Linked DNA regions of Sus scrofa: region 1 is linked to region 2. The links are chromatin contacts, called in public HiChIP or PLAC-seq maps. All regions are on one chromosome and are shown on one strand. The core of a region is the stretch at or near the end of the contact, and the rest is flanking DNA. Distances in the headings are between cores, read along the strand shown.

What was found. HiChIP or PLAC-seq counts read pairs in DNA pulled down with a chosen protein or histone mark.
Region 1: a contact with region 2 is called in an H3K27ac HiChIP or PLAC-seq map of skeletal muscle. The contact joins the enhancer-like site here to the promoter of TSHZ2 in region 2. A contact is called at or near these places in 7 of 47 Hi-C or Micro-C datasets (embryonic fibroblasts, fetal skeletal muscle, heart right ventricle and 2 more) and 1 of 2 datasets of contacts at active chromatin or transcription factors (skeletal muscle).

The regions. Positions count from the first base shown.
Region 1 is chr17:54,201,143-54,205,880 of Sscrofa11.1, reverse strand. All of the region lies in intron 1 of TSHZ2 (teashirt zinc finger homeobox 2), which reads right to left. Among named protein-coding and RNA genes, the nearest start is that of TSHZ2, 92 kb to the right of the region's middle. Within about 2 kb of position 2,925, at least 22 of the 83 cell types and tissues checked have an H3K27ac peak or open chromatin away from gene starts, as enhancers often do. A contact at or near this core is called in fetal skeletal muscle, retroperitoneal adipose tissue and skeletal muscle, where this site is marked.
Region 2 is chr17:54,109,355-54,113,969 of Sscrofa11.1, reverse strand. It overlaps TSHZ2 (teashirt zinc finger homeobox 2), which reads right to left and starts at 2,708. Exons shown (of 5, transcript NM_001114674.1): 1 at 2,669-2,708. The coding sequence starts at 2,708.

The sequences.
Region 1 (4,738 bases), core at 1,676-4,175, 92 kb before region 2:
CTGAGTACAGCAAGAGACACTGAAAAAAAACGGGAAACCTTTACATTTTCAATCAAAGGAGAAAACATTTAACTTCACAGTAGTCAAGGAGCGCTCCACTGAGGAGGTGACATTTGACCAAGCTTTAAAAAGATGCATAAGAGTCTACCGAGAACATTATGAAGGTAGGAAAAGCTATACACATGTCACTTACAAACCAAGATTGGTAAGGCAGAGACTATTCCTTCATTTATCTCTGTAGCCAGACAGCAAATTCATTAAAATTTGAAAAAGCAGGAGTTCCCGTCGTGGCGCAGTGGTTAACAAATCCGACTAGGAACCATGAGGTTGCGGGTTCGATCCCTGCCCTTGCTCAGTGGGTTAACGATCCGGCGTTGCTGTGAGCTGTGCTGTGGGTCGCAGACGCGGCTCGGATCCCGCGTTGCTGTGGCTCTGGCGTAGGCTGGCGGCTACAGCTCCGAATGGACCCCTAGCCTGGGAACCTCCATATGCCGCGGGAGCGGCCCAAGAAATGGCAAAAAGACAAAAAAATAAATAAATAAAAAAATTTGAAAAAGCATCTTACATTTCATTGGAAATCCCATTGTCTGTAGCAAAATCATGGCCCAGAAAAATCCTGTAACCAATCCTTATGATGAACAGTCTCTACTTTTAGCTAATGTATAGTAAAAGTAACAAACACTGAGGTCAGAGGAACACTATAATTAAACATGCATATTTCAGAATGAAAAGTTACATCAATCAGCTTATACCCCAGACAGAAAATAGACCAATTTTTTTAACTTGGCAGAACAGAGTTAATAGAAGACGGGAAGCACTCTCTTAAACTAGCACAACAGTTTTCCTGGACTGCTGAAAAGCATCCATCAGCTCATCCCCTATCACCCTCTTTCTTATAAAAATAATAATCTCATTGCTAAAGATGACTCACACTTAACCGTATTTAAGTAATAAAAATTATACGGAAAGTTTAAAAATTATCTAATATTCCAGCCTCTAGAGGTAAGTCCTAATTTCTGCTGAATTGCATTTCAGATGTATCTCTATCCATGTGTGTGGATGGAAGTAGATGATGGATGGATGGATGGTTGGATGGATGAAAGGATGAAAGGATGGATGTTGGATGGATGGATGAAAGGAAGATGGATGGATGGGAGGAAGGATGGATGAGTAGAAGGGTATTCTTTTCCCCCCAAGGCTAATGACCTCTCCTGTTTTAGTGAATGTGCCTGCCTGACCCCCAGTGAACCAGAGGAAATGGCCCCTTCTCACATTCTTCCTGTATTTTCCAGATCCCTCATGTTGACTTCCCAGGGGAATTTTGGAAAATCTTCCAGGGGTGATGTCAAAACACTCAGCTGAGAAGAGGAGAATAGAGCCAAGGCAGTTATTTTTAATCACATCAATTAAAATCTATGGATACTTAATGAATTTTCTGGGTTCCTAGCAGTTGGGTGGGAATAAGACATAATTTAGATTCACTCTCTCCTATTACAATAAAGCATAAGCAGACTAGAAAGAAAATCTTACCTTCCAAGCTTACAAAATCAGGAGGGGACAGACATAGTTTAGAACTCAGGTGTGCTCCCAGTAATATACCATCTCACAGAGCTGTTGTGAGCAGTCAATGAAGCAACACCCAGAAAGGGCTTATTCCTAAAATGGGAACATAGTAGGACCACCTCCCCCTCCCCTGAGGTGGTAATTAATATTGCTACATCATTATGGTTTTGTTGTCTTGTTATCTGCACAGAGAATTCTTTCTGAACTTATAGTTATTTGCATATCATGTTCTTTTAAAGAAGCTGGGAACATGAGCAGTGTGGCTTTAATGTCCTCAATCTACTAGAAGGAAAATGATTTCCTGAACTACCTCTGTTCCAGCCCAATTTAGCATTCTTTTTTTTTTTCTCTGTCTTTTTAGGGCCACACCCACGGCACATGGAGCTGCTCAGGCTCGGGGAAAAACTGGAGCTATAGCCACTGGCCTATGCCACAGACACAACACCAGATCCAAACCATGTCTGTGACCTACACCACAGCTCGTGGCAACACCAGATCCTGAACCCACTGAGTGAGGCCAGGGATTGAACCTGCATCCTAATGGATGCTAGTCAGAGCCATGATGGGAACTCCCCAGTTCAGCATTCTTGATCCTTCTTGGCTGGGATGTATAGGTTAGGGGAACCCCCTCTCCCCAGCAAAACAGCAACATACAGCAGCACAGAACATGAGAGAACCAGCATTTTTACCTCAGTACTCTCTGCCAGAATTGCTCAACCTCGGCACCATGGACAACTGGGGCCAGATAATTCTTTGTCATGAGGGCCGTCCTGTGTATTGGGGCATGTTTAGCAGCATCCCTGGTCTCTGCCTACTAGAAGCAGTAGCAACTCTCAGGTGTGAAAACCAAAAACATCTTCAAAAATTGCCAAAGGTCCCCTCCAAGAATAGGCTACATCACCCCAAGGTGAGAACAAATGCTCCAGATGCTGGAGAGTACAACGTTCTTTGTGTTGCTGATGAAAAAAAGGTGAAAGGGAATTTTTGGTTTTCTTTTGTTTCGTTAGTTTTGGTTTGGTTTTTGAAATACAGTCAGTACTGAATAATGCTCTAGGAGTCGTCAGAGGCCATGACTTCACGGCTGTCTCTGGACCCAGGGGGAGGAAAAAGACGTTGGAGGGATGTTAACACCTCAATCACCAGTGTTGGATCGAGAAGCAAAAGCTCTGGCTTTTCCTTACCTGCACCTTTAAGAATTAGAATAGGTAAATCCACGAGCTAGATCCCTCCCCCAAAGCCTGCCCTTCTTTTTAAGCCACAGGAACAACAAAAGAAAAGGACTGGAAACCTCACAGTCCTTTATTTTCATCAGACACACTAACAGGAAAGAAGGGGGAGGAAACATGACTGCTTTGACTTTTTGGATGACTCAAGACATCGATGCACTGCCAATTATGGCAGCTGTAGATGCTTTATCTTTGGGGGACACGAGCAGTTCCTGAATCGTGAATTTTAATTTTCCAGTCGGAGTTCAGATGGCTGGTTAAACAATGTCTAGAAGCTCCTGAAAGATAGTCACTAATTAATGAACATTAAGCCCTAGTTTTCGAGACATTTGAAACAAAGCAGGACAAAGCTCTCTGCTCTGTGTACTTCAGGGACTGATCTGAAAGCACCAGAGGCGGGAAGAAACTGACAGTGAGCAAAGAGGCCCGTTCCTCTCTTGAATTCCCAGGACTCACCAACGCATCAAGTGGAGGGATTTTTCTCTTTAAGTATGACTTTTATTCCGAGCAAAAAAACTCATTTACGAGTCAACTCTGTATGTGCTATTTAGTCATATAAATGTAAGTGTTAGCATCTTACTAATCAAATGGAAAATTGTTTTGTTCTAACGGTTTTGAAACTTCCCCGTCCCTGAAACAAACAGTACCCATTCCTTTAAACACCTCAATGTCTAGTAATTGTTCAAAAATGTGTCAGGCCACCAGTAATTTAAGTCCTGTCAAAAATAAATCTCAGACACTCACTTCTTCCAGTCAGTGACTTGAAAAACACGCCCACATGTCAATTACCGGAAGCTATGGCAATGTTTCTTTGTTCTGAATTTGTGTAAACAGAAAAAGGTTCTTCCTCAGTAACAACTGTTTTCTAAAACCTATATAAATGTTTATGTGAACCTCCTTGCAACAACAGCTAACAGAAGTAATAAAAGCAGCCACGTCGGTAAACACACACACACACACACACACACACACACACACACACACACACACTCTGTGTGCCTTTGGATAATAAATGTACAAGTATGAATGAACATTGTGGCGACTCGTGAATTATTCTTTTCACAGAGGCCTGACCTTAAAGTATTTACATTTTAAATTGTAAATCAAAATGATCTACATTTTTAGGAGGCAACACTCACTGACTCATTTCCATATTATCCTAAAGAGATTGCTTCACAGATAATTTCAAAATCACAGGTAAATAAATGAGTAGAAAAACTGTGACTATAAAACAGAAATAATTCACAAAATTGGCAGCTAATTAAGATAGGCTATTAGACAGAGCTTCTCTGTGTAAAATTGTTCTCCACAATTCAGACTGATAAATCTCGTGAGGAGAATCCAGTTCTGAAGGCAACGTATATACGGTTGTAAAAAGCTATAAATTGAGCTATAGATCAGGACTGTTAGTGACTTTCTAAGGCTTTGTATTTCTCATATAACAGTATTTCTATTGACAAAGATTGTAATCATTTAATCATAAAATCACCAAAGCCCATTATGTTATAAAGTCTCCGAGAAGGTTTTTCTCACTAAATCAGATCACTGAATTTCAAAAAAGGAAGAAAAGAAAAATAAATTTGGTAGACCTGATATTAATTGCTCCCTTTTCCCTCTCCGGTTCTCAGCTCCATGGACCAAAATAAATAAACACAACTGTGAAAAATACACAGATGGACAATGCAAATGTAGGGATGAGACCCTAAGTGGTCTTCTTTGCAGGGCTAAATTAGGATAAGTTGATTTTCATTAAGCAGGAACTGATCAATATTTCGTTATTAACATGGTGACAATTGCATGTAAGAAGTCATCTTTTTTCAAGTGTCTAACTGCCAAGCCACTGGATTAATAGCTTCCCCCATCCAGCAGAGCCTCTGTACATTTCCTCTCTTGTTATATGGACGCTTGAGCAGATGTGTGTGTGTGTGTGTGTGTGTGTGTGTGTGTGT
Region 2 (4,615 bases), core at 1,459-3,958:
AATAATTACTTACAGTTGTGCATTGTGTTTAATTTTAAGCAGTGATAAAAGTTAGTATGGCCACAGTCCTAGAACCCACCTTGTTCTTCTCCCAGGATGTTAACTGGCTAAAGGATATCAAAGTGGCTAACTTTACTTGCGAATCTCCGCCTCAGCTAAAACAGTACGGCACAGATGACTTCAGAGGAAAGAAACATTACATGAACACATATCCACTCTAGTAATAATGTGAGCAAATAAATACCGTAAGAGGGGCCTCACTGTGTACAAAATGAATCATTCCCTTTCAGCTTGACAAGGGTTTCCACTTCTTCCAGTGAAAATAATAAAAGCCATGAAAACAAACATATAAAGACACTAGGAACACAATAGGCCAGAAAACTGAAACTACAGTCAGAACTTTCTAATACGGACACACAAACACATACACTACAGTAAACAGACAAGCTAGCTCCAGTGGATATCAGCTTAATGAAAAGGATCTAATTTAAATAATGTGATACAGCATTATGTTACGTACACCTGGATCCTCATTGATCAGAGGATAATTATAATCAAAGTAGTGCAATTCTGAGCAATGCACTTTTTGTAATGAGCTTACCAAAGGAGACATGTCCAGTCATTCTGGTAATTTAAATTACTGCCTAGTTGTTGATGGCCTTTACCGGAACAACAAGGGGGAAAAAAGAGTAATTTTCAGGGCAGTATCACTTTTGCTGGACTGTTGCCCAGGGATCTCTTTTGGGACAACAATAAGGATGTTATCTCTAATAATCTAGCTATACTTAAACTTATGTTGCTAGAACTAGATGAGGCAGGCGTACTCTTCCTGAGTCTAAAAGGCCTGTACACTCCCCAATGCTGTTCAGATTGCAAAGCAATCTAAGTTTTTAAAAAATAAGTGAGTTAAATGTAGAAAAGGACAGGGGTAGGAGGGAGAAATTGTTTGCAAAAGAGGTAGCTAGAATTTAAAAAAGAACACCTCATTGACTAGGCAAGTTCTAAATATACACAGTACTAAAAGTACTCAAATCATTTTGCTCTTAGAGAAACAATTGGAAAATCCACGAATTAAAGCTTTATAAATGATATTTCCCACCCATCTATACACAGTTACAGAAGCAATTCTGCACTCAGAAGGGAAGATAACTGTGGCTATCTCAGAGCACATGTACTGCCACTCGTACTGGAATCAGGCCACGATGGAGGATGAGCTTGGTGGTCCAGCATATTCAGACACAAACACCCACTTTGCTCAGATTTGTGACTAACTTCGTATTTTTGTTCTGAGGGTGGCTTTGCAAACTTTATGAAAGTGTTCCACCAAACTTCTTCTCCCTAATGTTTCGCTCCAGTCAGAACAGAAGGAAATACCGTGGTGGATCTGCAGAAGACGAGCCTTAACTGATGCTGCCTAAAGCATGAAGGTAAAGACAGAAAGAAGAGGAAAAAAACTTAAGCTTTTTGCTAAAGCCCCGATTCAACTGAAGGACACAAAGAAAATAAAAACGCCCACATTAAAAGCCAAACAAGATAATAATTGTGCATGTCTGGCTCTGAATCTAGAGGGCAAGGCTTGCGTCACTGGCACTCTGAGTTACCATGGTGAGTGATTTATTGATATATATCAAGAATGAATAGATCAAAGGCAGTGAGATGACAGGTGATCAATCAAATGTCAAATCAAAACTAGCAATCAAGTGGAAAGCTGATTTTTCAGTGGGTGGGTCTGGCAGGAGAAAAATGAACTTTCATATTACACTTCCGAGAAACAAAACCCCAGCATACTATTAAAAAAGCAATTAAGCAACCCAAAAGAAAAAAATTCTTTACAAGATCTAATATACTAATCCATTAACCTGTTCCTTTCTCTTTCTCTCTTTTTTTTTGTTTTTGTTTTGTAGAAGGAGGTGGTAAATAAGAATTCAGATAGGATAGTTCCCACCATACAAATCAATTTACAAAGTTTGCAACTCTGTGCAAAGAAAATCCAGAGCTGTTTCAGTGTTCAAGGGGCATTTTTTTTCCCCCTAAGAGAAGGGAGAGTGTTGATTAGATTTCCAAACGTAGATCCTTTTAGAAAACATATTCAAAGGCTCCTTCGTTTCCTGGGGTGGTTTTTTCCACCTTGGCAATCAAAACTTAACTCTATTGCTAGCCCCAAAGCCAGCCTGCAGCCTGGGGCTGGGGCATGGCTCACCCTTCAGCGCCCCAAACCCAGCGGGAGGAGACGCTGTCCCTCGAGGCCAGAAGCTACTGGCACTGACCACGCGGAGGGATGCGGGGGTGGAAGGAATGCCTCCCCACTCCGCACCCCAAGTCCTCAACCCAACTTTGGCCCGAGAGGCAAGAAGCAGACTGGGAGAAAGTTAGGGGTGGGGAAGAAGGTGGGGGAAAAAAGTTTAAGGAGGGAAGGCTTGGTGGGCTAGCTTCCCCCATCTGCCCCCCCACCCCCAAACCGGAGCCTGGAAAGGGGAGGATTTAGGAGACTGGAGAAGGCGAGAGAGGATGGGGTTATCAGTGGGGCAGAGAGGGGCACCCGGAGCGAACTCCCCCGAAAGCCGAGAGGGGTGGCGTCCTGGGGCACCCGGGGCGAGGAAGGCAGGCGAGGAGCTCGGCGCACCGGCCAGCCCGGCCCGGCAGCCCCGAAGCGGAGCCGTTCTCTTACCTGCCGCCCGCTTGGGTGCCTGCTGTTTCCTCCTTGGCATCGCTCTACTTCGCTCCAGTCCCACTTCTGGCGCCCCAGCCCCGAGCCGCGCGCGGGGGCCCGCTGTCTCTCTCGCCTCTCTGGGTCTCCTCCGCCTCCTGCCCGGTGGCTCCTAGGGCGTCACTCGGCCTCTGTCCCCCTGACGATCCCCCCTGCAACTCCTCCACCACGGGCCAGAGACCCCCCTCTCTGGGTGGCAGACACGGGTGGCTGTGCCGGCTGGTTTGAAGTAGAGGTTGGTTCTGCCTTGTTTGTTTGTTTGTTTTGGATTTTTTTTTCTCTCTTTCTCTCTTTTTGTTTTTGCTTTTTGGAATTTTTTTTTTTTGGTTTGTTTTTTTTTTTGGTGACTGTTGAGACACTTGATTTCTTTATTAAACATCCAAGACCGGGTTCGAATGGAAGGGACGAGGGACGCACACGCGCGCGTAAAGATAAGGAAAAAAAAAAGGCAATCCTGGGAAGGTAGTGGTTTCTTCTTTTTCTTCTTCCTTCTCCTCTTTCCCTCCTCCTCCTCCTCCTCTTCCTCCTCCTCCTCCTCCTCGCGATCTCTATGGCGGATTCGGATTCGTGCTGGGGGCAGAGAGGGATCACTCACTGTAGGTTTGTGGCTGCTGTCAGATCCCCGTCTGTGAGTGATATGCGAGAGGACAGGAGCGGGTTTGGGAAGACAGAAAATCTGGAATTCACTCACTCACACACACTCACACACACACAGACACACACAGACACACTCACACACACGCACGCACGCACTCTCGCTTCCTCTCACTCACACACACTCACACCCCCCACATATGCGCGCACACACACAAACACGCACACACACACTCTCACACACACACAAGACAGGGCGAGGCGATGCCAGCAAACATCGATCCCGCTGAACAAACTGAACATTAACAAACTCCTCCTCCTCCTCCTCTCCCCGCGACCTGATGACAGGGAGAAATTTACTCCCCAGCCGCAGAGCGCCAGGCAGAGGGAGTCTATTAAAGGGACAGTGTCCCGCCGGGGAGCTGGGGGCGGGGACCCGGGCTTGCCGCCCGGGGTGGGCTCCTCCGTGAGCCCTCTTCCCTCTTCGCTGGTGCGAGGACGTGCCCACCGGGCGAGCAGACACCCCTCGGGGGAGGGGTGGGAGAGGAGGGGATGACGGAGAAAAGGGGGGAGGATGATGGAAGGAGCCGCAGGGGGCCAGGTGAGCTGACCGGCAGGACCATTAACAGGAGCCTTATCAACACAGGAGCCTGAGAACTTAGGTGTGCTTTGGGGAGTGAAGCGGGTGGGCACCTTAAGAGTGATCACCGCCATCCTCCAAATCTCTTAATCTGCCCACAGAGATGTCCTCCCCACCCCCTGAAATTTAATCCTCTGCTTCTCCCACCTTCTTGCCAATCTCTGGATGGTCATGAAAACAAGAATCTCCCATCTGCCTCCTTGATAGATTAATCACATAGTGCTTTGTTTCATCAAATACATTTATTGAGCACCTACTGTGTGCCTATTCCAGAGACACAGCAGCCATAGAGAAAGGGAAGAGCCTGGCCTCCTAATGTTTGTATGCTAATGGGGGGGGGCAGACAGCTTGCCCCCAGATACCCCTTCTTTGCTTAAATGTCACTTTCTCCCAGAGACCTACCTTAAAGTTTTACACACACACACACACACACACACACACACCTCCATTCCCCATCCCATTTATCTCTTCTTTTTCTCCACTGGGCTTACCAGGGTCAAACGTACCATCGCACATATCATATGCAGTTTTCTATTTGGTTTATAGTCCAAATTTCCTCTCGAGAGTGTAAGTACTGTTGGAAGGAGAGGCTTTTGCTTCTTTTTTTACTGTTGTAGCCCCAATGGTGGCGAAGATCACAACATACAGTAGATGCCCCATAAAACATGTGACGA